2 separate regions of the Pan troglodytes genome follow, and region 1 is linked to region 2. The links are chromatin contacts, called in public capture Hi-C maps. All regions are on one chromosome and are shown on one strand. The core of a region is the stretch at or near the end of the contact, and the rest is flanking DNA. Distances in the headings are between cores, read along the strand shown. Region 1 overlaps TENM2 (teneurin transmembrane protein 2). Region 2 overlaps TENM2 (teneurin transmembrane protein 2).

Evidence for each region. Capture Hi-C pulls out chosen DNA fragments and counts their contacts.
Region 1: a contact with region 2 is called in a capture Hi-C map of stem cell-derived neural stem cells, with 2.9 times the contacts expected there. The contact joins two enhancer-like sites. A contact is called at or near these places in 5 of 7 Hi-C or Micro-C datasets (blood, induced pluripotent stem cells, a lymphoblastoid cell line and 1 more) and 1 of 1 other capture datasets (stem cell-derived neural stem cells).

The regions. Positions count from the first base shown.
Region 1 is chr4:165,895,728-165,900,398 of NHGRI_mPanTro3-v2.0_pri, reverse strand. It overlaps TENM2 (teneurin transmembrane protein 2), which reads right to left. Exons shown (of 40, transcript XM_054685276.2): 35 at 752-927. Among named protein-coding and RNA genes, the nearest start is that of WWC1, 67 kb to the left of the region's middle. Within about 2 kb of position 2,313, at least 1 of the 24 cell types and tissues checked has an H3K27ac peak or open chromatin away from gene starts, as enhancers often do. A contact at or near this core is called in stem cell-derived neural stem cells, where this site is marked.
Region 2 is chr4:165,778,963-165,783,094 of NHGRI_mPanTro3-v2.0_pri, reverse strand. All of the region lies in intron 21 of TENM2 (teneurin transmembrane protein 2), which reads right to left. Among named protein-coding and RNA genes, the nearest start is that of WWC1, 180 kb to the left of the region's middle. Within about 2 kb of position 1,639, at least 1 of the 24 cell types and tissues checked has an H3K27ac peak or open chromatin away from gene starts, as enhancers often do. A contact at or near this core is called in stem cell-derived neural stem cells, where this site is marked.

The DNA of each region.
Region 1 (4,671 bases), core at 1,064-3,563, 120 kb before region 2:
GCAGAGCAGAAATAGAGTCATTGAAACAGGCTCCGCTGTGGGATAATAGTCCAGAAATGTCACCATTTATCTACTGAGAGGACACTTTTATCCTCTGACAACAGGCTAGCCCACCGACATTATATCTTAATTAAAAGAAAAGTTAATCGGCACAATTCATTTTCTTGCCAGCCCCAGTGCTTGCCCTGGACTGCAAAACATGTCTAGTAGCAACAATAACCACAGGGTGGGCAGAGACCTTTGAGATCCCAGTCTTGGAGAGAGAATGTTAAAGAGCTCCAGTCCCAGGGCAACCAACTCATCAAACAAATGCTTAAAAGAGAGAATCAGGATGGAACAAGAAAATATGAAATCTAGTGGTGAGCCAGGAGAATAAATGGCCTTTGAGAAGATAACTATGTGTTTTGGGTTGGTGGGGAGAGGTGGTGATGGAAGGGTAAGAGGTAGGGAGAGAGTATGTGGGGGGGGGGGCGGGTGGAAATGGACATTTTCAGATAACTATGTAGACAGTTCAAATATCTAGACATTTGGCTGGGCGTAGATGACATTCTGCTCTATCTGATTGATTAAGTCATTTTCTACAAGAATGACCTCTTATAGTTTGCTGTGGACACTTGAATAAAACAGAAAGCTGAGGGGTACGCTGGGTCTCTGGAAGTCCTCCCAGGCTGGATAACTCACATGTTGGGCTTGGCTGGGTTCTGGGTCTATGGGTGAGTTTAGGGGTAGGATGGTATGGGTGGAGGCTCACCTTGTACCACTGTGTAGGAGGCCTCTACTGAAGAGAGGTTCGTGATGACAGTGACGTCATCGTCACGGTTGGAGTTCTCAATGTCAATGGTAATAGATTTCTCCATTTCCCGGTGCAGACTGGTTACCACCCCCGTGGGGCGCGTCACGTTGGTCAGGCGGCCTTCGTGGTCATAGCTGGGGGGAGATAGATAGATAAACCCTGGTTAGCAGCAGTCATTGGGGCTGACAGTGTTCCCAAGACTCACAGGGCCAGAGAAAGAGCTGGAAAGGTGGGTTGGCTGGGTGGCACATCTCACTGAGGCCCCTCGTCACAGTCAAAACCCTATTATGCCCTGAGAAACAGCTGTGATGCTTCTTCTATCCGCTGATATAACTGACTTCAGCTCCTGGAAAACATTTCACCTGGTCTCAGGCTTCCTCTAGTTAGAGAAAACAGCCACATGTGAGCTTCTCTTACTTTTCTGTTTCTTTTTTTTTTTTGAGATGATGATGGAGTCTCACTCTGTCCCAGGCTGGAGTGCAGTGGCACAATCTCCGCTCACTGCAACCTCCACCTCCTGGGTTCAAGCAATTCTCCTGCCTCAGCCTCCCGAGTAGCTGGGATTACAGGCATGCATCACGATGCCTGGCCAATTTTTGTATTTTTTGTAGAGATGGGGTTTTGCCATGTTGGCCAATCTGGTCTCGAACTCCTGACCTCAGGTGATCCACCTCCCTTGGCCTCCCAAAGTGCTGGAATTACAGGTGTGAGCCACGCACTTGGCCCTCTCTTGTTTTTTAATTTAGGTGTTCTACAAAGCCATCAAATGAATATTCCCCAAATAGTTTCACCATGTCAGTTCCCTGCTGAACAAACCACACTCTTTTCCCATTGGTTGCTAAATCAAATAAAAATCTGGCATTTGAGACCATCCATGCCCCGAGTCTTCTACTGGAGTCCAACCTTGTCTCACTTGTCACCTCCTAGGCCTCTGGACAATCAGCCTGTGCCAAATGCCACCTGCACATTATTGGCTCAGCATAGAAGGCCTGGCTGCATGGAACCTGTTCTTTGGTCCCCACTAAACCACCATGGCTCCACTTCCCAAGCAGCCTTCTTAGACAGTTTCCCAATGACTCCCTTACCATCAGTTGTCCTTAGCACCCAAGTAAGTAAGTCTAGGGACACCAGTGATCATGCCCTACTGCCTGCAAATGGCCTGACTCTGGGGCCTCCTTCTTTATGTATATGTGTCGTCTTTCCTCTTTTCTCACACCGTGGAGTTTTCTCCCCACATCACCTTTAGCAAGAAGCCTTGTTCTAGTTGGGACAGCCTTTCCCCACTTTGGAAGATCCACTGTACTCTGAGAGCTGGGCCCTTCTCACACCCAGGAAAGGAAAGCAGGCTCGTTTCCAGGCCTTTGAGCTCTCCCAGATGAGTTTTGTTACTGGAGGAGGAAGGGGAGGAAGAAGGCGGAGCTATGAAGACATTTTGCTTGGAGGGTAAAAAAGAAGGGAAAGTGGCTCAGCTCCTGGGGGTTACTCCCTTTGGACTGGGGAGAGGGAAAAAGCTGGCAGGGTCTGAGGGATGGGAACTGGAGCTTGTGCAGCGCGTGGGGATGGGGGGGGGGGGTCCTCAGAGAAGGATCCCTGTGGGGAGGGCCTGTGAGCAGTGGAAAGGACCGCTGTGGCCTGTTGGATGTTGTCGCTTAGGGCTTAGGATGACAACATCAAAGACAAGAGAGCACTCAGGAAATGTTTTTGGAATAAAGAATTGCAGACCTGGCTCAGGCTTTCAGGGATCTGAGAAACTTTGCTTCTGGGAAGAACTAGAAGCAGTGAAGCTCTGCAGAAGTTTCAAAGCTGAGAGTGCAATCACATTAAGCTGGACACCGCGCTGCGTAAAGGTGTTGGGGGAGAGAGGAGGGAGATCTTGGAGCAGGAATGTCTGTGAGCTCAGGATCCACCCCTATCAATCACTCGCCCAGGGCCCCAGGCAGGGGGTGGCGCAGACCATGCACTCCCTGGAAAGCCCTGGTGTTGTAATCAGGGATGGGGACTTAGGTCTGCTAAATCAATAGGGCTCCTCTGTGCTTTCTTACCTGCTAAAGAAACCACTTCTCAGGCAGGGGGACAAAGGTGCTATTTACAATAGTGACAAATTAGAACAACCTAGATGTTCCTTGATGGGAGATTCATTAAATAACTGATGATCTATCCGTAAAGTAGAAACCTATGAAGCCGTCAGGATCGACAACATGGGTTTCTATTTATTGGCATACACAAATCTACACATGTTGAGTGGAAGTGTGGGGTACAAAATTTACTCCCTTGACAGTAGCTTTTTTTTTCAGGGAGGGGTAAAAAATATCAGTATCTATATGGAGCAGAAATTCACTGAAAATATAGACATTTAAATGTTAATGGTGGTTTTGCTGTATGGAATTTTGACGAATCTTCATTTTCTTCTTTGCATTTTCCCATAATTTAGAAATTACTTGTAATCAGCCGGGCATGGTGGCTTGTGCCCGTAATCAATCCCAGCACTTTGGGAGGCTGAGGTGGGTGGATCATGAAGTGAGGAGACTGAGACCATCTTGGCCAACATGGTGAAACCCTGTCTCTACTAAAAATACAAAAATTAGCTGGGCGCAGTGGTGTGCGCCTGTAGTCCCAGTGCTCGGGAGACTGAAGCAGGAGAATCGCTTGAACCTGGGAGGCGGAGGCTGCAGTGAGCTGAGATTGTGCCACTGCACTTCAGCCTGGCGACAGAGCAAGACTCCGTCTCAAAAAAAAAAAAAAAAAAAAAAAAAAAAAGAAATTACTTGTAATCAATACTTTCATGTTTAATAAACAGAAACAAAAGGCATTTAAAACATCAGAAAACAAAGCAATTCTAAGTATTTGGATACGGGGTGTCTAGTGCGGTACTCAGTAACAGACAGTTTGTCCTCCTGCTGACAAGTACATTCTCTGGGACCAGGGCAAGGATTTTAATTCCAATCCACTGTAGTTTGGGGACACTTACAATGCATAGGCTGCTGCGTTTCCTTATGAGAGAAGTAGTAGGAACTGGAGTTTCTACTTTAGGGAGCAGAGCTTTAGGGTAGGGACTAGAATCTCATGGGCCAAAGGGAGAAAAACAGATTTTCTTTAACTTTTAAGAAGATTCAGCTGCCTCCAGCTCTACTTACTTCCCCCAAGGAACATCTTCAGATGTAGGTCTTTTTGCAAATGACTCTGCATGTAGGAGTGAAGCGCTGTAAGTTCCAGCAATGGGATCTCAATGCCAACCCAATGGAACTGGCCCAGCCTTGGCTGGAGTGGGACTGGAGGCTGCCTTTGAATTATGTAGTCAATAAATATTCATCAAGCACCTGTGATGTGCCAAACACAGTTCAAGGCACTGGAGATACGGCTGGGAAGAAAAGGGAGCAAAATTCTTGCACTCATGCTAGCTGAAGAGGGCAAAACTAAACCAAGATAGAAAATAGACAGCATGTCAGATGGTGAGTAATAGGTGCTAAGGACTAAAATAAAGAAGGGAGGGAGTGGAGAAAGAGAGAGTATAGGGAGTAGACAGTGTAATTTTAAGGACAGTACTGTTCTTTTCAGGAATACAGATGCATCTTCCCTAGTCTGGGAACTTAGCAGGCATGATAGGGTTTCCAAAAGGCATTCTGTATCAGCTCTATTTCTGCCCAGCTCTTCACTTCCCAGGACAAAGAGGAGAGAGAGGCAACTTTTAAAGGGGCCCATTCCAGCCTTCATGAATTGCATGGCAGCTTATTCTGTAAAATCACTCTTGAACCCCACACCATGGGAAGTCAACTTCCATCTTTTCCTTTGATCTGACATTTGCCCCTTCCCCAGTTGCTGGATTGGGAGAAGGAGTTGAACATGACTAAAGAGGCTCTTTATCATTTCTGTCTTCTGGA
Region 2 (4,132 bases), core at 390-2,889:
AAAACCATACCTGGGCAAGGGTCTTGAATCTCTCTGAGATTCAGTTTCTTTAGCTGTGAAACGGAGACGATCATGACGTATGACACAAGGATGAAATGAGAGGATTCACTTAAAACCCTTTGCACAGTGCCCAGCATTAGTTGATCTTCAATAGGCGGTGGCGATTCTTCTTACGCTATTTTATCAAAAGTGACTTTGCCAAGGGTGTCTGCTCAGTCGCTGTCTGCAAAGCATATACCAAGTGCACCTGCTTCAAGCTCCTGCTTCTGGGCCTTTGCTGCCAAAGAATCCCTGTATGTTTCTTTAGGTCAGGGGTGGGAGGAAAGAGAGGTGGGATCTGGCCATCCAGCTGCAGTGTGCTGAGGGACATTCTTTTGGGCAGCAGTCATGGTCCATGGCCTGTCTGCATTAATGAGGATTTCAGGGCAAGATGGGGTGGTAGAAGGAGATGGGTATGAATGATGGAAGGTTTGAAGGAGCTAGGATGCAGCCCTGGCTGTCTCAGGAAGGACAGCTGGGACCCGAGCCTCCGTCATGGAGAGAGAAGGAAGCTCTGAGGGAAGTATTCCTGGTGACGGGGAGGACCATCCACCCTCAGGGAGGGGACTAAGAGCTTTGTCATTGTTCTCCGCGGTGCAGAGGAAATGTCTATTAAAGGGAGACAGGAGAGCACATTGTGAGGCAGAGCCAGAGGGGGCTCAGAGAGCCCCGGCTGCTGGCAGTACTTATTGTTGGGGACTTCAGGAGTGGTCACACTGCCCTGGATTCGGGGGGTCTTCCTGCCACATCTCTCTCTTGGATGGCTATCAGGGCCACAAGCTTCAGAACCAAGCAGACGTGGCCCTGCTATGTAACCTTGGGGAAGTAGCTTACTTTCTCTAAGTCTTTGTTTCTTTTACTGTAAAATAGGAATAATAACAATGAATGATTGCAAAGGCTTGTTGTGAAGGTGGATACTAGCTAACATTTAATACGTGCCAAGCATGGTTCTACAAAGTTTCCACGTATTTACTTTTTGGACCTCACAGCAATGTAATAGGTAATATGGCTGTTGTCTCCATTTTACAGATGAGAAAACCGAGGCTCAGAGGGGTTAAGTAATTTTCTAAAATGGGTTTGGTTAACTAGAGCAGCAATAATTCAAACCTAGCAAATTCAAACTCTACAGCTTTCCTTCTTAATCACTTGGCTATTATGACATAATGCACGTAAACTGTGGAATAAATGGCATTTCTTTTCTGTAAACTTTTCTTTCATTCTTTTTTCATTCCTCCTTCTTTCCTTCCTTTGCTCATGCCCTCCCTCCATGCCTCAAAGGTGGCTGATTTATTGCTGCATGATTGATCCGGCAAATTAGAACCTTGTTCTTTAGCACTTGCTTTGGTTCTTGTGACATTTTCAAGCCATATTTCATCTTTATAAGCCTTGCTTCCTCTATTCAAGTAACCAGACATTTAGCAGGCACATATTTTGTCCTGGGTACCAAACTAAATACAGGGAGGTACAAAGGGGACTGCTGGAAGCTTGTCATCAGCAGGAGAACCACCTGGATAGGAGATGGCCGGCATGTGGCAGGGGCCACTGCTGCGATGTTGCCAAGCCCAGGTGACTGCAGGGTCATATCTGAGGGTGCTTCAGGGAGGTGGCGACCTGTGAGCTTTCCATGATGAGCAGCAGTTTGATAGGAAAGGCTGGGACTGATGAGAACATTCCAGCTGAAAAAACAGCCTGAGCAAAGAGGAAGAAGCAGGGCCTCACACTTAATGAGGGGTGACTATTGGGAACTTAGAGTGAGTGTTCAGGCCTCAGTGGGAGGTGACAGTGCGAGAGCAGTTTAGATCATGGATGACCTTGGACATCATTCTAAGAAATGTGATCTTCATTCTCAGAATGTGGCCCCTGACCACCTGCATCAGACCCCCCCAGGGGGCTTGCTAAAAAGGGGCATTCCTGAGCTGCACACCAGTCCTACAAGTCAGATTGGCTGGCATGGGGGAGAAACCTGGAAATACACATTTGGTAACAATCTCTTCAGATCCATGTCTTTAAACCAAAGCTTTTATAACCATTGTGGGAGGTGACTGGGAGCCACTGAAGGTGTTTGAGGACAGTAGTGACATGCCCCTAAGAGCTTTGGGAGAACTCTGGAGAACTCTGGAGGTGGGGAGGAGAAATACCATCATGGAGAGGTTGGTAGCCAAGTGAGCAGGGCAGTGGCTCCCACAACTTAATATTTACATAGAAAAATCCAGCTGTAAGGATAGAGAGGAAAAATGGAGCAGAAATTGTTGGAGGTCATCGGAACAGGAGTTGGCAGGTGGTGGGAAGGTGATGGAATGTGCCTGGCAGCTGGGAAGAGAGAGGGTAACAGCATCAGGCTCTGAGGTCAGAAGGTTTTTCTCTCTCTCTTTCTCTCTCTGTCTCTTTCTCTCACCACTGCACAGGCTGGAGTGCAGTGGCAAAATCTCTGCTCATTGCAACCTCCACCTCCTAGGTTCAAGCAATTCTCCAAACTCACCCACCTGAGTAGCTGAGATTACAGTCTTCACTACCATGCCCAGCTAATTTTCATAGTTTTTGTAAAGATGTGATTGCACCATGTTGCCCAGGCTGGTCATGAACTGCTGGGCTCAAGTGATCTGCCTGCCTTGGCCTCCCAGAGTGCTGGGATTATAGGCATGAGCCACTGCACCTGGCCAGGGGCTTTTGTTTCAAACTTTGGCTCTCCCACTTTCTACTGGGAAACTCTTGTTTCCTCTCCTGAAAAGTTTACTTGGGTTCAAACTCAGAATTCTAGTGTGTAACCATCGCACAAGCTGCCTGCAAAGACAAAATTCCTTTATGCCTCACCTCTGAGGTCAGTCTCATGGCTAGTCTAGTGTTGAAAGTCCAGGCCAGACTGCCTGGTTGGAATCCCAACAATTCCACTTACTTGCTCAGTGATTTTGAGCAAGTTACTTAAACTCTGTGTGCCTCATTTTCCACATCTATAAAAGGGGATGATAATCGTCTATAAATGAGGGCTACTGATGATTAAATGACATAATTATGTAGTTGTTCAGCATGGTGGTTGGCGTATATAGTAAGAACTCAATAAATGCCAGCTCTGATGATGATGATGATGATGATTTGTTTTTAGTGCTGGCATGTAGCCATGAGGAATTTGGTGGTGGAAACATTTGCCAGTTAACGGGAGAAAAATGGCAAGATTCCTGTTTTTTTTCTTTTTTAAAGCTCCACAGAAGCTGGGTAGGAACTGAAACCAACCCCCAGAGAGAAGACTTTATGTTCCCGTGGTTGTGGCATTTCTGGGCCTCCACTGACAGCTGTTCAGCAGCAGGAGTTGTCATTTCTAATAGCTATTAAATACGCATTACCTAACAACTACGGCTCTGGTGTGTTAAGTTTCTGCTGCAGGTTGAGGCCTCAAGCTCAGCCCAAATGAGCCATCTGAGAAGCCAGTGTCAAAACAGAAAAAAACCCAGACACCTCAGCGCTCTTCTGAAATGCAAGGCTGCTTTACAAACAATCCGAGGAAGCACCTGAAGTTAAAGCCTTCACATAAAAGCAAATACAAGAGAAAGGAATAATAATTAAAAAACCTCTAGCCCACAACAAATAGCATTAAAGTAATGAGAAAACCATGCAAGGGAAATAGTAATAACAAAAAACTGTAGAATAAACAATAACTTGAATAGTAAACACAATTATTGCTGGACAGGAGAGGTGCCTGATGGAAAATGTTACAAATTGCCAGGAAAGAAATGCCATTTTTCCTGAGGCCCTGGATCTGAACAGCTTGCCTATTAAGTTGCTCAATTAATGCAATTCTATACTATTCAGTCTTCTTGGTGGAATTTTCTCCATATTCCCTGATGCTAATTGGCTATGTTCATTGATTCACAACACTGTGAATTTTTTAAAAACTTTGAAAACTTCAAATATTCATGATGCCTTACAGGCATCCTCATGACCCGGTCTCTCACAGCCCAGGAGACCAGGTGCACCTGTGTGATAAGGCCAGCCTCTGCCCCAGGTTCCCCTTCCTGCCTTCCCTGACTGTGATCTAGTGACATTCAAATGCACCAGTAAAATACCCCCACGCCTTTTGCTCCACCCTGACTCAGCAATA